Linked DNA regions of Salmo salar: region 1 is linked to region 2. The links are chromatin contacts, called in public Hi-C maps. All regions are on one chromosome and are shown on one strand. The core of a region is the stretch at or near the end of the contact, and the rest is flanking DNA. Distances in the headings are between cores, read along the strand shown. Region 1 overlaps LOC106583165 (inositol 1,4,5-trisphosphate receptor type 1). Region 2 holds the start of LOC106583167 (class E basic helix-loop-helix protein 40).

The links. Hi-C and Micro-C count contacts between places; a contact is called where the count stands out from the background.
Region 1: a Hi-C map of gill shows a contact between it and region 2, with 5 times the contacts expected there. The contact joins the enhancer-like site here to the promoter of LOC106583167 in region 2. A contact is called at or near these places in 2 of 3 Hi-C or Micro-C datasets (gill and muscle).

The regions. Positions count from the first base shown.
Region 1 is chrssa22:32,369,950-32,374,022 of Ssal_v3.1, forward strand. All of the region lies in intron 38 of LOC106583165 (inositol 1,4,5-trisphosphate receptor type 1), which reads right to left. Among protein-coding and RNA genes, the nearest start is that of LOC123729709, 33 kb to the left of the region's middle. Within about 2 kb of position 1,647, at least 3 of the 13 cell types and tissues checked have an H3K27ac peak or open chromatin away from gene starts, as enhancers often do. A contact at or near this core is called in gill, where this site is marked.
Region 2 is chrssa22:32,252,023-32,256,201 of Ssal_v3.1, forward strand. LOC106583167 (class E basic helix-loop-helix protein 40) reads right to left here and starts at 2,541. Exons shown (of 5, transcript XM_014167033.2): 1 at 2,061-2,541; 2 at 1,855-1,918; 3 at 1,456-1,563; 4 at 979-1,102; 5 at 1-589. The coding sequence starts at 2,134.

The sequences.
Region 1 (4,073 bases), core at 397-2,896, 120 kb after region 2:
CCCTGCACCCCCTATAGCCTCCGACCCTGTACCCCCTATATGTCCCTCCTGCAAAGGCAAAGCCAGTGTCTCTGGGACAACAACTCCTCCGTACTTTTAATGGCTATTACTTCTGAAGGTCACACATCAGTGGAGGGAGGGGAGAGCGGTAGAGAGAGAGAGACGCAGGCTGGGTTCCAGGGAAAGGGGCAGGCTGGTTTCCAGGGAGAGGTAGGCAGAGAGAGAGAGAGGTATAGAGAGAGATGTAGGCTGGGTTCCAGGGAAAGGGGCAGGCTGGTTTCCAGGGAGAGGTAGGCAGAGCGAGAGAGAGAGGTATAGAGAGAGATGTAGGCTGGGTTCCAGGGAAAGGGGCAGGCTGGTTTCCAGGGAGAGGTAGGCAGAGAGAGAGAGAGAGGTATAGAGAGAGACGCAGGCTGGGTTCCAGGGAAAGGGGCAGGCTGGTTTCCAGGGAGAGGTAGGCAGAGAGAGAGAGAGGTATAGAGAGAGATGTAGGCTGGGTTCCAGGGAAAGGGGCAGGCTGGTTTCCAGGGAGAGGTAGGCAGAGAGAGAGAGAGGTATAGAGAGAGATGTAGGCTGGGTTCCAGGGAAAGGGGCAGGCTGGTTTCCAGGGAGAGGTAGGCAGAGAGAGAGAGAGGTATAGAGAGAGATGTAGGCTGGGTTCCAGGGAGAGGGAGGCAGGGAGAGAGGTATAGAGGGAGATGCAGGCTGGGTTCCAAGGAGAGAGAGGTATAAAGACAGGTGCAGGCTGGGTTCCAGGGAAAGGGAGAGAGGCAGGGAGAGGTATGGAGAGAGATGCAGGCTGGGTTCCAGGGAGAGAGAGTCAGGGCAAGGTATAGAGAGAGGAAGGCTGGGTTCCAGGGAAAGGGAGAGAGGCAGGGAGAGGTATGGAGAGAGATGCAGGCTGGGTTCCAGGGAGAGAGAGTCAGGGCGAGGTATAGAGAGAGGAAGGCTGGGTTCCAGGGAAAGGGAGAGAGGCATAGAGAGAGGCAGGCTGGGTTCCAGGGAGAGAGAGTCAGGGCGAGGTATAGAGAGAGGAAGGCTGGGTTCCAGGGAAAGGGAGAGAGGCATAGAGAGAGGCAGGCTGGGTTCCAGGGAGAGGGAGAGAGGCAGGGAGAGGTATGGAAAGAGATGCAGGCTGGGTTCCAGGGAGAGGGAGGCAAGGAGAGGTATAGAGAGAGATGCAGGCTAGGTTCCAGGGAGAGGGAGAGAGAGGCAGAGAGAGGTATAGAGAGATGCAGGCTGGGTTCCAGTGAGAGGGAGGCAGGGAGAAGTATAGAGAGAGGCAGGCTGAGTTCCAGGGAAAGGGAGAGAAGCAGGGAGAGGTACAGAGAGAGGCAGGCTGAGTTCCAGGGAAAGGGAGAGGCAGGGAGAGGTATAGAGAGAGGCAGGCTGAGTTCCAGGGAAAGGGAGAGGCAGGGAGAGGTATAGAGAGAGGCAGGCTGAGTTCCAGGCAAAGGGAGAGGCAGGGAGAGGTATAGAGAGAGGCAGGCTGAGTTCCAGGAAAAATAAAAAAAGCCGGCCCGGTCGTTATGTAACCATCGCCCCAGCGCTGGCAGTGGCCCAGGAATCATGCAACTTGCAGGCAGGGAAAACTAGGACACAGCCGCACACACACACACCTTCCTAGTCCTAGATATACCGTCACAGTGCCCCCTACTGACACCCTGGGGAAAGCCCAGACCTCACGTAGAATGAGGAAGACACTGAAAAGGTAGAGAATGGAGAGAAAGGAAAACTTAAAATCAGGAAATTGCGAAAAGAAGGTAAATAAATGGCACACATATGAGAAGCCAACATTACTGGTCCAAAATTCATGTTATAGGTCAAACAGACAGTATCAGAAGTTATATTACACTCTCCTCTTATGACAGCAGGTAGCCTAGCGCTTAGAGCGTTGGGCCAGTACCCGAAAGGTTGCTGGTTCAAATACCTGAGTAGTCAAGGTGAAACATCTGTTGATTTGTGTCCTTGAACAAGGCACTTAACTCTAATTTGCTCCAGGAGCGCCGTACTACTATGGCTGATCCTGTAAAACAACATTTCACTGCACAGTTCTTCCTGAATAGGAAATACTCCTGGTCCTGCTGCAGTATCATTGACTAAAGCTCCTCCTGAAAGCTCCCTTCATCCTTCTGGTGAAATAGGGAGGGATGTTCCTGAAGGAACCATGTACACACATTCCACAGCCCTTTTGAAGGCTCTATAAAAAATACATTAAAACAACTCAACTTACTGTTGCGAGTTAGAATAGTAGAACACACAAGGTGCAACTTCAAAATTGGGTGGCGCACCAGCAGTTTTTCTCTTATGTCAGTCACTGATAGTCACTCAATCAGCCCATGTCAGCAAAATATTGGTTTTGTTAGTCAGTCTCACTCAGATAGCACATTAAAAACTGCAAACATTTCTCTCCACCCTATGGCAAAATGTGTAGAATTGCAGGAAATGTGTATAAATGCATAAAATGTGTTATAATATTGCAAAATCTTCTCTCTGCCCCATGGCAAAATGTGTAGAATTGCCGCAAACTTGCTTTAAAATGCAATGTGTTCTCTAAAATGTGTATAATTGCACATATTGCAAGTGGGTACGACTCGTGAGCAACTGAGGACCCTCATGATAAGTTCCTCCACCGCCATCAAAGGTGCCTTAGAGAGACTGGGTATGTCCAAACACACTGACAGCCTGCCCTACCAGCATGGGACTCTGGAACAGCACAACACTATTGGCTAATGCACACACACACTTAGATTTACTTACTGAATGGGAGGGTGAGAGAGAGCAGGTGAGAGAGAAAGCAAACCAGAACTACCACTACAAGCCCAGGCGTACTACCTACAGACACGTATCACCACCACATCCAGACACAACCACAGAGCTACATTTAAGAGGAAAAGGCACATTGACAGAACAAGTGAAAGAGGGATCGAGAAGTAGAAGAAAAAGAGGAACAACCTCCGGCATATCCATTTCATCATTAAAGGACCTGAGCTGAAAGAGAAGAGAGGAGGGTTAGATTGGTTAGCATAGGGAGGATACAGGCTGCTGCTGTACCATTGTGAACAACGAAACACCACAACATAAGGGAACATATATCGACTTTATTCAGACAACAGATAAATACAGTCTTCAAAGCACTCATGTCATGTGTACCTTAGCAAACATGTAATACTTTAGAAAAGACACCCTTTCCTCTGGTCTAAAAAAAATATCCCAATGCCCAGGGCAGTGATTGGGGACATTGCCCTGTGTAGGGTGCTGCCTTTCGGATGGGACGTTAAACAGGTGTCCTGACTCTCTGTGGTCACTAAAGATCCCATGGCACTTATTGTAAGAGTAGAGGTCCTCATACCATCATGGTCATCTAATCATCACCAGCTTCCCTGTAACTATTCCCCAGGTCGTTGCTGTGAATGAGAATGTGTTCTGTCAACTTACCAGGTAAAATAAGGGTTAAATTAATAAAAAAAGAATACTATTTGACGAGTCAAATAAGCTTGTAGACCTGGATAGGATTGTAATTCACTTAACACTTTCATTACTTTTTTTTTACACAGTTATTAAACATTGATTACACTAATCAATCCTATTTCATATGTCACAGCGATTCACCGATACATATGCTATGATGCTGGTGCTAACCTGACATATGGAATTGTTTCAAGATGGTCGGTGCGCAGGGAGACCGGAGGGGGTTCCCGCTCGTGCACCATCTGTGGCCGCAGAGGTCACAGTGCTTGTCAGTGCCCGGGTTGGTTCCTCTGGGAATCGAGGCAGCAGGCAGGGCGCTCTGGCCTCACCCCAGGTGAGCTGGCACCATTCTCACCCAGAGCCCTCTGTTGCACAAATATTTGTGTCTGTCACTTTTCCTGAATTTTCCCCGCATAAGGCGCTAATAGATTCAGGCGCGGCTGGGAATTTCATTGATAAAGCGTTTGCTCATAGTTTAGGGACCCCCATTGTACCCGTGGATGTGCCTTTCCCCGTCCACGCCTTAGATAGTCGACCATTAGGGTCAGGGTATATCAGGGAGGCCACCGCTCCTTTGAGTATGGTGACGCAGGGGGGGGGTC
Region 2 (4,179 bases), core at 1,291-3,790:
GGTTGGGCCTGGTGGGGGGAATAGACGCTCATGTAGCTGCCGTGACCGCTGGAGGAGGATGATGAGGATGACTCTCCACCTGAGAGAAACTCGTCTTCAGATGACTCCACCCGGGCATGTTTGTGGTGAGGCTCATCTTCCTGCTTTTCGCCCAGCGCTCTCTTCAGCTGGCTCTCTTGGCCGTAGTACCCTGCACGCGACGCCAGATGCTCACCCTGCTCGCCACCGTAGCCGCTGTCTGTGTCTGTATCACTGCCGCTCTGCTCACCGCCCACCTGGGCATACGCCCGCTGTATGACGGGCACACGGTTCTTCCTGTGGCCCTCGCTGGGCTTGGGGGGCTGGCCTACAGGCTTCTCCCTCTGGGCCTGGTGGTGGTGGTGGCTGGGGGTCTTTTCGGGCCAGGGGCTGTGGGGAGGGCCCTGGAGGATCTCAGTGGCCACCTTGTGCAGGTGGTTGATCATGTGGGAGGGTGTGAGGTCTCCGTCACCCTCCTGGTTGGCCAGGTACTGTAAAACCTCCTGGGCACAGACGTGGAAGCCTGAGCGGAACATCTCCTCACTGTTCTCCTGGCTGGGAGAGGACTGCTCTGTAGACAGGAAGGAACAACAATGTCAAATACAGAACTACCACAATGCATTATTATGGAAACTACCACTCTACTCTCATCACATTTGGGGAAATTCTCATAAGTAATAAATCTTATTATGGGTAAAATTTCCCCTTATATTCAACCACATTCATTCTAAACGTATGAGTTATTCTGTCTCAGTTTCTTATTCCGGTAACATGTTATTATAATGCAATAGATGAGAAATGCACTGTGCTGCATTTGAGAATTAGTGAGGATGTTGTCTGCATCCAAATGGAAACTAGTCAAGGCAAGAGACGACAATCTATATTTAAATTCACTGATTTGTATGCCCTTCTGCAGAATCATCTTATTGTGGGTGTGTGTGTGTGTATGTTTCTTCTCACCGATTTGCATGCCATTCTGCAGAGCGAGGATTTTCTGCTGCTGGTTTTCCAGTAGAGTGGTGAGGGCTTTCACATGCTTGAGCGTGAGCTCCAAAACCACAGCCTTCTCCAGATGGCCAAGAGTCTACAGAATAACACACACTACTGTCATAGGGGCTCCACTCTTATGTAACACACACACTCAGCAGCACACACACAAACCTGGAGGCACAACAACAACAATAACTACATTTGATAATATATCAGATATCACTACCTGAATCATAAAAATACTGATCTAAGGAAATTTGCATCATTTCAGAATTAGTTTTAAGTATTTACTTTCATTGATTTAAATGATTTTATACATCAACTGTTAGTCACGCCGATACCAAAACCTGAAGTACCATAAAGCAACCACTTAACGGCGCCTTAGCTAACATCTACAAGCAGTGAATTAGTTATTACTATGCTACTTCCAGATAAATAGGAACTTACTGTAAGTTTCAGGTGCTCAGGCAATAAATCTTTCAACTGAGCGATGCACTCGTTTATCCTGTCTCGCCTTTTCTTCTCAATAAGTCGATGAGGTAGTTTGTAGTTTTCCTAAAGGCAGGAGTGTGAAAGTAGGTTAGGTGGAGTCATATTGAGGTTACCGAACACCTACAGCAATTTGACAAGCAGCCCTGTCAACACTAACATGGACTTCAAGCATTACATCAGATGGGAAAACGGGTCACCGCATGATCAGGCCAACTGAATGACTTAAAACAATGTTTAGTTTAAATAATATTGTATAATCATAATATTCTTATTGTAATAATATTACATTCAAAAGTATTATTTCATATGAAAATACAGTGAATAAAGTGAATAAACACAAATATTTCTACCAACCTTGCACTCCTCTGCTCGTTTCATTCCCCGACGGGATTTGTATACATATATAGGGAAATCCATCCTAAAGAAAGGCAGAAGACAGTCAATGAGATGTGAGTTTGGTGAAGTTGCGCACTCAAAGTCAAGAGAGACAAATGTGTGACACTATGTAGAGGCACAGGACAAGCATGGCCATTGCACAAGTATCTTTCTCAGCAACTTACCCTTGCATGTCAGACAGCTCAGCCTGCTGGTACTTGGGAGGGGGTTGCGCCCTTTGAATCCTTTCCATTTGCATTATCTTTAGGCCTACTCCAAACTAATCACGAAAGGGCAAGCTTGTTTTTACAATGTATTCACTCAAGGATGCATATGAAATTTAATACAAGTAAATCGTCCTTAAATTCTTTCACAAAAATCGTTCAGTATTCCTACTAACTCGAGATTAACAATATCTAGAGAAAATGTATTTTCCTTTATATTTCAATTGTTGTTATTATTATATTTGTCGCAGAATGGGAGTAAATTGTCCCGGAGGTCTCCACGAAGTCAGTCAAGAGGTAGCCATGAAGATGCACTAATCTTGGTTGCGCGTTGGGAAAGTGGGGGAGGACACTAGAGCTCCGTGTTAAATAAACCCCTCTTACTCTCGCTAGAAGAGTGACCTACCTCTGTCACATGAGTCACGTTTTGGACGCCGCTGTCTCCTCGGTGGAGGGACTGCCCATTTTCTACTGATAAGGAGGATCGGGGGGCGGACGTCGGTTCTACGTCACACCGGAGGACTGAGTCCCGGGTCTCGTGTACCACCATGCTCAACTGTATGGTAACCACTATACGCGCCACCGCTAAGGAGCATGTAGACAGGTCACAGTTTACAACACAGAGCTACGCTTCTCACCAAAACTGCTCCGCAGGTACCACTACTAACAAGACATCAGTAATATTGATATGGGGATAATTTAGCAAATATTGGACAACCTTTATAATATCGATGAATTGATAGAATGGGGAGTTAAATGTGATATTATCTTATCCCAATCCTTATATTGTTCATGGGACTCATTCACCTTTTGCCTCATACACAACATAATTTAATCGTAAGTGTAGGCCTATGCCAATAAGCAAAATCATGTCATTTGTAAATACAATAAATGATTATATTATTTAACTCTAACCACTGTGATAAGTTAATAGCCCTATGTTGTAGGACTTTATAATACGGGTATTGACATGTAGGCCTACCTGGTGGATGCTGACTAAACTAAACTCAACACGATTTAGGATGGATTTGAGCAACGACTAGCGTGGGCTGACTGGATCTCCAACTTCACACAAAATAAAGGTTTTTTTAAAATCAAAAACGACAGATTTTAGCACCCAAAGATTACCCAGCAATTACACAGAACAATGTCATGTGTAATTGCAGGCTATTCTTTGGGTGCTGAAATCAGTAATTCAAAAATTCAGAGCTCTAATCCGTCCACACTTGTTACCACTCAACTCCATCGTAAATTGTGGAGTTGAGTTTAGTCAGCTAACCTGGTGGATGTCTTAACCTAACCTTGTGCTATCCTTGACAAATAAACTATATTAATTGTAGATATGAAGATGGCGCTGCAGTAGATAGCTTCCGTCTTACGGCCTCCTGACCAATTTAGCTATTTTGTGAGTTTTTCTATGCTGATCTTAACTTTTATGTTCATGATATTTCCACTGTCATTTCCGAACAGCTCCTGGACATCAGAACAGCGATCACTAACCTTGATTTGAATGAAGATTTCTACTTCAACAAGTTGGCAGCTGTGGATGTACTGCTCATTTCGGACCAGGCCCTATTCCCCAGGACTTGAAAGAGGAAGAGACTGTGCAAGAGAGGCAAATGAGCGAGCTCCCTGACGAGTCTACAACTGCCAGTAAATGAGCTCTCTCTACCAGAGTATGTGAGCGGAGTGGAGATAGAGCAGAGTTTGCCCAATTTGACTGGAGCAAGATTCCCAAAGGCTGGCTTGTCGGCCTTCTTGCCCTCTCCAAGTAGCGCTCACATCAAGAGCTCGAGGCATGCTGGGCCCCCCATGCATTTGTAAACTACTTGTGTGCTGCGTCACATTACCTTCCTCCTCTCCTGAAAAGACCATGTTCTGGAGACAGAATAGGTAGTACGTTGTGACATTTTATTTTCCTACCTTTAGAAAGACAAAGAACCGGAAGGTCTGGAGCTCCAGATACCACCTGGTCAAGTGACAATTCCGGTCATCATGGTCTGGATCCAGGTCCGGGCTGTGTGGTCCGTGTGCAGGTCAAATTCTCTCCCGAGAAGGTAGTACCGGAGGCTATCTAGTG